2 separate regions of the Anser cygnoides genome follow, and region 2 is linked to region 1. Evidence: chromatin contacts called from public Hi-C data. All regions are on one chromosome and are shown on one strand. Each heading gives the region's core, a stretch centred on a gene start, on an enhancer-like site or on the middle of the called end of the contact. The rest is flanking DNA. Distances are from core to core; before and after follow the strand shown.

Evidence for each region. A called contact is a pair of places that touch in the nucleus more often than the background predicts.
Region 2: a contact with region 1 is called in a Hi-C map of liver, with 2.1 times the contacts expected there. The contact joins the promoter of NDUFAF6 here to the promoter of FSBP in region 1. A contact is called at or near these places in 2 of 7 Hi-C or Micro-C datasets (both in liver).

What each region holds. Positions count from the first base shown.
Region 1 is chr2:138,968,577-138,972,152 of Taihu_goose_T2T_genome, forward strand. It overlaps FSBP (fibrinogen silencer binding protein), which reads right to left and starts at 1,979. Exons shown (of 2, transcript XM_013172352.3): 1 at 401-1,979. The coding sequence starts at 771. All of the region lies in intron 3 of RAD54B (RAD54 homolog B), which reads right to left.
Region 2 is chr2:139,299,464-139,303,039 of Taihu_goose_T2T_genome, forward strand. NDUFAF6 (NADH:ubiquinone oxidoreductase complex assembly factor 6) reads left to right here and starts at 1,902. Exons shown (of 9, transcript XM_066990608.1): 1 at 1,902-2,094.

The DNA of each region.
Region 1 (3,576 bases), core at 729-3,228:
GAGTTCCATATGTTGCAAAATGACTGCAGTATTACCTTAAATGGAGGAGAATAGCCATCACTTTGCCAATGTTTGAATAATCTGCCTATTAAAAGGTAGGGGAGGGGTAGAGGTTGGAGCTACTATTTCTCTTTGATTCTCCCTTAACCCTCACTTTCCAGAGTATGACAAAGACTGAAACAGGCTTTGAAAGAGCTGAAAAATGAATGCAGTGCTAAGTCACCATCAAGCTTCCCATAAAACAAAAGCAATATTATTTAGTCATTGTTCCCAATTTGGGGATTTTTCTCTTACGAACGTTTTCTTTAGGACACTGAACACGAGAAACGCGTCACAGAGCAGATAGGAGGCGCCATAATTTTCATTCAGAAACAAAATGAAAAAAAAAAAATTCTCTCACCTTTGTACACCGCTCCTGTCTCTTAAACACACATTGGAAATCTGTGGAATCATCTCCACAACTTTCTTGGTTGGCTCGGAAATGCTGCTTTTACAATCGGAGTGCGTCTCCTTTTGCTGCAATAGCTCCTGTTTGGCATATTCTTTGAGCCTCTTGTACAGCGTGCGCAGGCCCTGTGCGGTACGAGGCGGGCGATCTACTCCGATGGCATTGTAGTTATCAGCTATGATATCCCAGCATTTGTTTTTTTCCACTATGACTGAATGCTTATTGGTGTGTTCTTCGAGAATTTTAACGTACGGCTTCACGAGTTTTAGCAAATCGAGCTTTTCAGATAAGGTGAAATTAGAAGATCTGGCCTTCCCGACCATTGTTAGCTCGGAATTAAGGAAGCTGTTCCTGAAGCCACCATGCAGTCCCTAGCTCTGCTCGGCTCTTTTTCACAAACAGAAAAAGATCAGGCTTAACTAGGCTAGTCTCATTTAGGCCCACGCCTACAAGGGAGGGTTTATTAAAATTCCTTCAGCTTAAGCTGACGCAGGTTCAGGAAATCTGCTTAAGCCAAGCCTGACCTACATAAGGCTTCAGACTGAAGAAGACGAGAAGAAACAAGCAAAATACACTTTTGTATGAAGAGACCAGACACACGCAGGATTTAAAGACATAAAGGTTTAAAGATTAGCACGTTACCCAGCTAAAAATTACCTAATTTAGCCGGAGTAACAAGCTCTGACACATATCCCTAGCTCTCTCGCACATATCGCAAACTGAAACCGCACTCGGGATTTCGCACGCAACGGGCGGCCGAAAAAAGGGAGGGAAAAAAAAAAAAGAAAAAAAAAAAGCAACAATTGTTTTTGGGGGGCGATTTATTGACTGTTACACCGAGCGGGAGGCGAGGCGGAAAGCTCCAGCCAGATAAGCGCGGCGTGTGTAGGGAGCTCCCTCAGAGAGCCCCCGGTCGGCCGCCGCGCTCTCCGGCGGTATTTGCATAATGCTAGTCCTGCTGTCAATCAGCTATTGCATATCCTCCAGCTGGTTAGGTTACACTCGGCCTTCCAGCAAAGCTAAGCTTCTCCTGCATTTTGCAGCCTGCTCCTGCTACCTACACAGAGGCTTCTTAAAGAGGCAGCCGCTATTCGCGGCCCGGCGTTTGACGGCGGAGAAAGCGACAAAAAAAAAAATCCTGGTGGAAAAAAAAAAAACAAACAAACGCGGCGGCGTGAGAGCTGAATCGGCTTTTTATCCGGCTTTTTCTCGTGGCTGCAGCCTGCAGCTGTGCCCTGCTGGAACATGCCTGCCTCTCGGGGCGTGTGGCATCGCCGTGCAGCCCGTGGTGGCTGCGAAACGGCCTGACCTGCCTCTCGGGATGCCTGCGAGAAAGGTTACGGCTCAATCCCAAATTACTGGGTCTGCCATCACGAGTGGAAGCTGGGGTTTTCCTAACAACCACCGGGAAACATGCTACTTGCGTGATAATACTTCCAGGCATTCCTTCTGGGTGAAAACCTGACTTTTAGGAGCAAGATGTGCGTGCTGCGTTGGTGCATCTCCGCTGTTTGCTCCAAAATGCATCACCTTGAGCCAAGCCTTAACACAAAAACGCAGGCGAGGTTTGAAATTTCTCCGGTCTAAACTCGATTAACAAAGCGGAGGAACCTGCAGATGAAAGGGAAGGCGCCCATAAATACAAGAAGCAACAACTAAGTTTGAAAAAATCGCGTATGTCACTGCAAGAGTCCAAAGGGTGGAAACAAACACAATTTGAGATGGTGGCAACAGCTTCTCAAGCTTAACATGTTCAGCCTTGAAAAAAAGGGAGCCTAGAAGGGGGGGGTAAGGGCAAGAGAAATCTAATTATAGCTTGAAATATCTATCTGCAGGCAATAAAGATCTAGGTATAAACTTGCTTGCTCAAAGGGGAAAAATCCCCAAGCAGACGCAAGCCGCAATCAAAACAAAAAGCCTGAAACTAAACGAAAGGAGACTTTCACTGCTAAAAATCAGCCAGCGTTTACAATAACAAGCGTGTTTGGAACAACTTCCCGAGGCTTGGCTTGCCCACGCCACCTAACAAAATTGTGACTGGTCCACTTTGCTGGAATTGCTTTCAAGCCAGGATTAAATAAAGCATTTTATAGTCTGAAGCCCATTTCGGGAGACTTTGAGAAACAAAATACTTCTGTGGTTAGAAACACCGCGTGAAAACCATTACTTTTAAACACCTAATCCTTCCCTATTTCCCCACACTTTGCTCTTAATATTACTAAAGAGTGGTGTACCAGTGGTTAAAAAAAAAAAAAGGAATATGCCTAATGTATTTTAGGCTTCTGGGAGTATAGGAATCGAGGAGCCACAGAAAAGCCCACCTTGTGCCCTCGGATGTTTAAGGAGCTGTGCAGGCCCCAGTCTCTTGACTTTTAGTGACAAAACTCAGGGCTAGGCTGTGTGAGTAAAGGCTCCTCCCCACAAACACAGAGCAGGTGAACATCACCAGGAGGAGGAACCCCAATAACCCCAAGGAAAGAAGGGGGGCCCTCGACATGGCTGCTCCAACAGAAACACGAGCGGCCCCACAGCCCAGGAGTGGGACCGTGACAGGAGAGTCGACGGGTGAGGCCCCCCCGCTCACTTTGCAGCCCACCGGGGTATGGCAGTCATTACGAGATGCCAGCAAGTGTATTTTGGGATTGGACAAGGCTTAGGACGGGGTATTTCAAGGAGGGAACAAGGGCAAGTAAAGGAGCGGATGAAAGTGCTTTGGGAAGGAACAGGCACAGGGAAATGGGGTGTGAGGAGCCCAGATGCATGTCCAGCCATCCCCTAGCCCTGATCACTGGAGTTTGTCCCATCTTCTTACTAAACTACACTTGTAACTATTTTCCTGGGTGAGAGAAGCGTTTATTCCGATCACAGATCAGAGGGACCCACGTGCTTGGGGTACCGGCAAGCAGAGGCCAAACCCATGCTATCACCTCGGCCCGTATGGCAGCACACGGTCGCTGGCAAGCACCAAACCATAAAGAGACAGCAGATATGGGACTGGGAGCCAAGACCTGGCCTCCATGAGCCTGGGCCACATTCTGGAGCGACCAGAGGGTCTGTGAGATGGCTGCGGGAGGGACCAGCACCTCTGCGGGCTGGCTGCTGGTCAGGCCAGAAATGCAGACCAGTGC
Region 2 (3,576 bases), core at 652-3,151, 330 kb after region 1:
TGACACAATTTTATCATTAAAAAATCATAGAAGCCCCTTATTAAGCTTAAAATTTCATATACAGTGTTAAAAGTAACTCCATAAAACATTAACTCTAATCATTATTTTCACTACACTGGCAAAACAAAAGTCTAACTGGCTAGAACCAAAACAGACTTGAAGAAGCTTTTCAATAACTATACATGATATGTGAAATATTTGTTTAAAGAAAAAAAAGTGTAATTTAATGAGAACAGTAAAGGTACAGAATGGCAAGAAACAAATTCAGTGAACTGAGAAAGAGGTCAGGATTATTGTTTTTTATAAGATACCTGGTTAATTCTTTTCTTACTAAGGGTTTAAATCAGATTAACACCATTTTGGTTCATTCAGAGATTAACAAAAGTTAATATTTTATAAGATTTATTTATAATACCCTTGAGGTTTAGAGTATGTTTATGTAACCCTTCTGCCAGGAATTGGCAGCAGCTGAAAGAGCTGGATTCATTTATCTAGGGGTTCTCTCTGAAAACTTAAACAACAGCAGTTTCAGCCTCCACCCAGAAATCTACCAAAGCTAAATGACCTCCTTTGGGTGCCCTGACAAACAATAAATCCTGCTCAAGGCATAGCAAGGGTTTAAAACAAGGTCCAGAGTTTCAAGACAAAGAGAACTTCAGAGACGAGGGAAAGAACTGAGGGAAAGGGACGAAGAAAGACTCAGGATAAACCCACAAGAGCCACTAATCGATAAACCAAATAATGCTGGAATGATGTTCCCAGCCTTCCTCTCCTCCTCTTCCCTTTGTTGTCTTGTCATCACACAAAATAAAGGCTTGCTCTCATTTCCAAACAGATGTCTTGTAACTTGAATGTCACTGCCCACTCAAAACCTCCCCCATATTTACTGTGTGGCTTCAATAATTTTCAGCTAAGCAAATGAACATGCATATTAGTGCCCCAGATCAGGGAGATCCTACTCACTTTCCAGCTCATAGTCTCCTGATCGTGCCAATTCCCTGTGCTGGCATGTATTCTCACCTGACCACGTAGTGAACTGATTCAGAGCAGCAAACTGGTAGAAAACTTCCTCAAGAAAACAAAGAGAGAGCAGTGAATGTTCTGCTGTTTTAATCCCCTGAATCAGCTCCATGTAGTATTAAATGAAGGAAAAGCTGGCACTTGGGAGGAGGATGGCAAGGCTGGGGATGGAAAGCTGGTCTGTTGCTACTTCTACTAATAACTACCCACAGTTTGGGTTGGCATGGTTTTAAGATGAAACAGCTCTTAAGCTTGTTGGTACTTTTGTTAATTTGTTAGTTTATCCTCAGATAGGCCAAACTTTGAAGGGACATGACTGCTCTGCCTGTGACTACAAGACTAAAATGACCGTGTTGTGATGTGAGTCAGCTCTGCAGAGGGACCATATCCAGCACAAGGTCCCAGCAGTGTCCCACAGCCTGCACCTGGAAGCTTTTAAGGTGTCTTTTAGGGATGGCAGCTCTAACCTAGTGTGTCAGGTCTCCCTTGTCCCCGTGTTCATGTGCCACCGCTGTGTTGTGGTGTGCTGGCTCTCTTGCCCGAACATGTTCTGTGTACGAATACTGCTGTGCCCAGCCTGTCACAGCTTGGGACTGCTCCAACGGGATATTTTTATCATTCAGATTCCTCAGATTTGTGGGGTTTGAACACGTGAGTGCCGGGTTTTCCGGAATTTCTTTTGAGGGGAATTCAGCTCAAGCCCATGCCAGCGGCGACCGCCCCGGGAGCCGGGGTAAACTGAGGCCAGGGCGGCGCCGAGGAAGCCATTTGCAGGACAACAAAAGGCTGCACGGCCAAAAACCCCGGACAGAAATAACGCATTCTTGGGTGCCATCTACCGGTACCTTCTCCCTTAAACTTTTACACCGGGCCCTTCTGCGACCCTTCGGCACTTTACGGAGCCGATCTCCGCCTGAGGCTACCTCAGGGTCCTGTCCCAGCGTCCTCCCACCCTCCGCCGAGCCAAGAGGGCGCGGGACCCCCGCTGCGGGAATCGTGTGGGGAAAAGCGGCCAAACCACCGAGGAGCCGCCACTTTACAGAGGACACGCTCCCAACCCTCCCCGTCGAGGGGGTGAGGAAGGGGCCGTCCCCCTCGGCTGCGCGGGCCGGGGTGAGCGACAGGAGGGGCGGAGCGGCAAAATGGCGGCCGCCGCCATGGCCGCGGGAGGGCTTCGTCCAGCGCCGTGCCACCGCCTGGTGAGGGCGGCGGGGGCCCGCGGCGGGCAGCCGTGGCTGAGGGAAGGCAGGGCGGCCGTGGCGGCGGGCTGGAGCCGGCCGGAGCCCGGGGGAGAGGTGCAGTACTGCGCCGAGCTGCTGCGGTGAGTGCTCGGGGGGGAGGCCGGGCTCCGCCGCCCGCCCAGCCCGCCTCGGGGGTGGGGAGAGCCGGGGACGGGGCCGGGCGGTGAGGGGGAGCCCGGCCCGGTCAGTGAGGGTAATCCGGCCCGGGGATGGGCCTGAGGAAATCTTAATGTGGGCCGGCTCCTTTCGTTGTGGGGACACCGACCTCCCCTTTTCGGGGGACGTGCGAGGTCCTGAGATGCCCCGCGGAGTGCCAGGGCCCTGCTCCTGTTGTGGTCTTTTCTCCTCGAGTAATATCGGGACCGCAAATAAAAACCTGCGGTGGAAACTGCTGGATAAATATTGGAACTGCAAGGCTGATTTAATCTGTAAACAGTGTTTTTTTTTTTTTTCTTCCTTCTTTCACAGCTGCTTTTCTTCAGAAGCATTGGACGTTTCCATTTGATTGTTTCAGATTATGCAGTGAAAGATCATCGAAACGGGCATTTAAAAATAATCAGTGCTTTCAGGTCTTGGTTACTGGGAAATAGTCAAACTTTCCAAGGACTCCTTGGAAAAACGAGCAGAGGAAATCCCCCAGCTGGACAGACCTGAAGTAGCTGTCCTGACCTTAAAGCAGGAGGGGGAGGATGCAAAAACATCTTTTCAAAAGCATCTGCCTTTGGTCAAAGCCCAAGGAGCAGGAGCACAGGCCGGAGGCTTTCAGGTCAGGGGACGCGTCCTGCTTTGCTTCTGGAGCTGCAAGCGATGTGCAACGCCCTCTGCTTGTTTCCTAGTCCCCAGGAGTTCAAAGGTACAGGGTTAGAGGAAGAAACCCATCTGCTGTGTAAAGACTCCTGCTTTCTATTTGGATGCTGTTGTTGATGAAAGCAGAGAGAAGGCTTCGAAGTGTGTATGGAAGGAGTGGAGCAGGATAGTCGTCTCCAAACCGACAGCTGTAAAAGACACAAAGTCACATGTGGTCAGCAGTAGTGGTTGAAGTGGGACAGCTAATGCAGAGAAATGTGACCACCTTAAGTTTTCAGCGAAGCAGCAAGCTGCAGATCTTTTCGGGTGCATCAGAATGCATAGCCAGTTTGTGGTTTAGTTGATAAAATTAGAGACTGTGGCTGTGTTTTCGTGGTTGCTCTACCCAGGGCTTACCTGTTACTCAGGAGATCAAAGGCTCTGTGTACAAGCAATATATACAGTTAAAATATTTTTGTTAGCAAACAACTGTGAACAGAATAGCTAGGTCCCAAGTCACAGAAGGTTG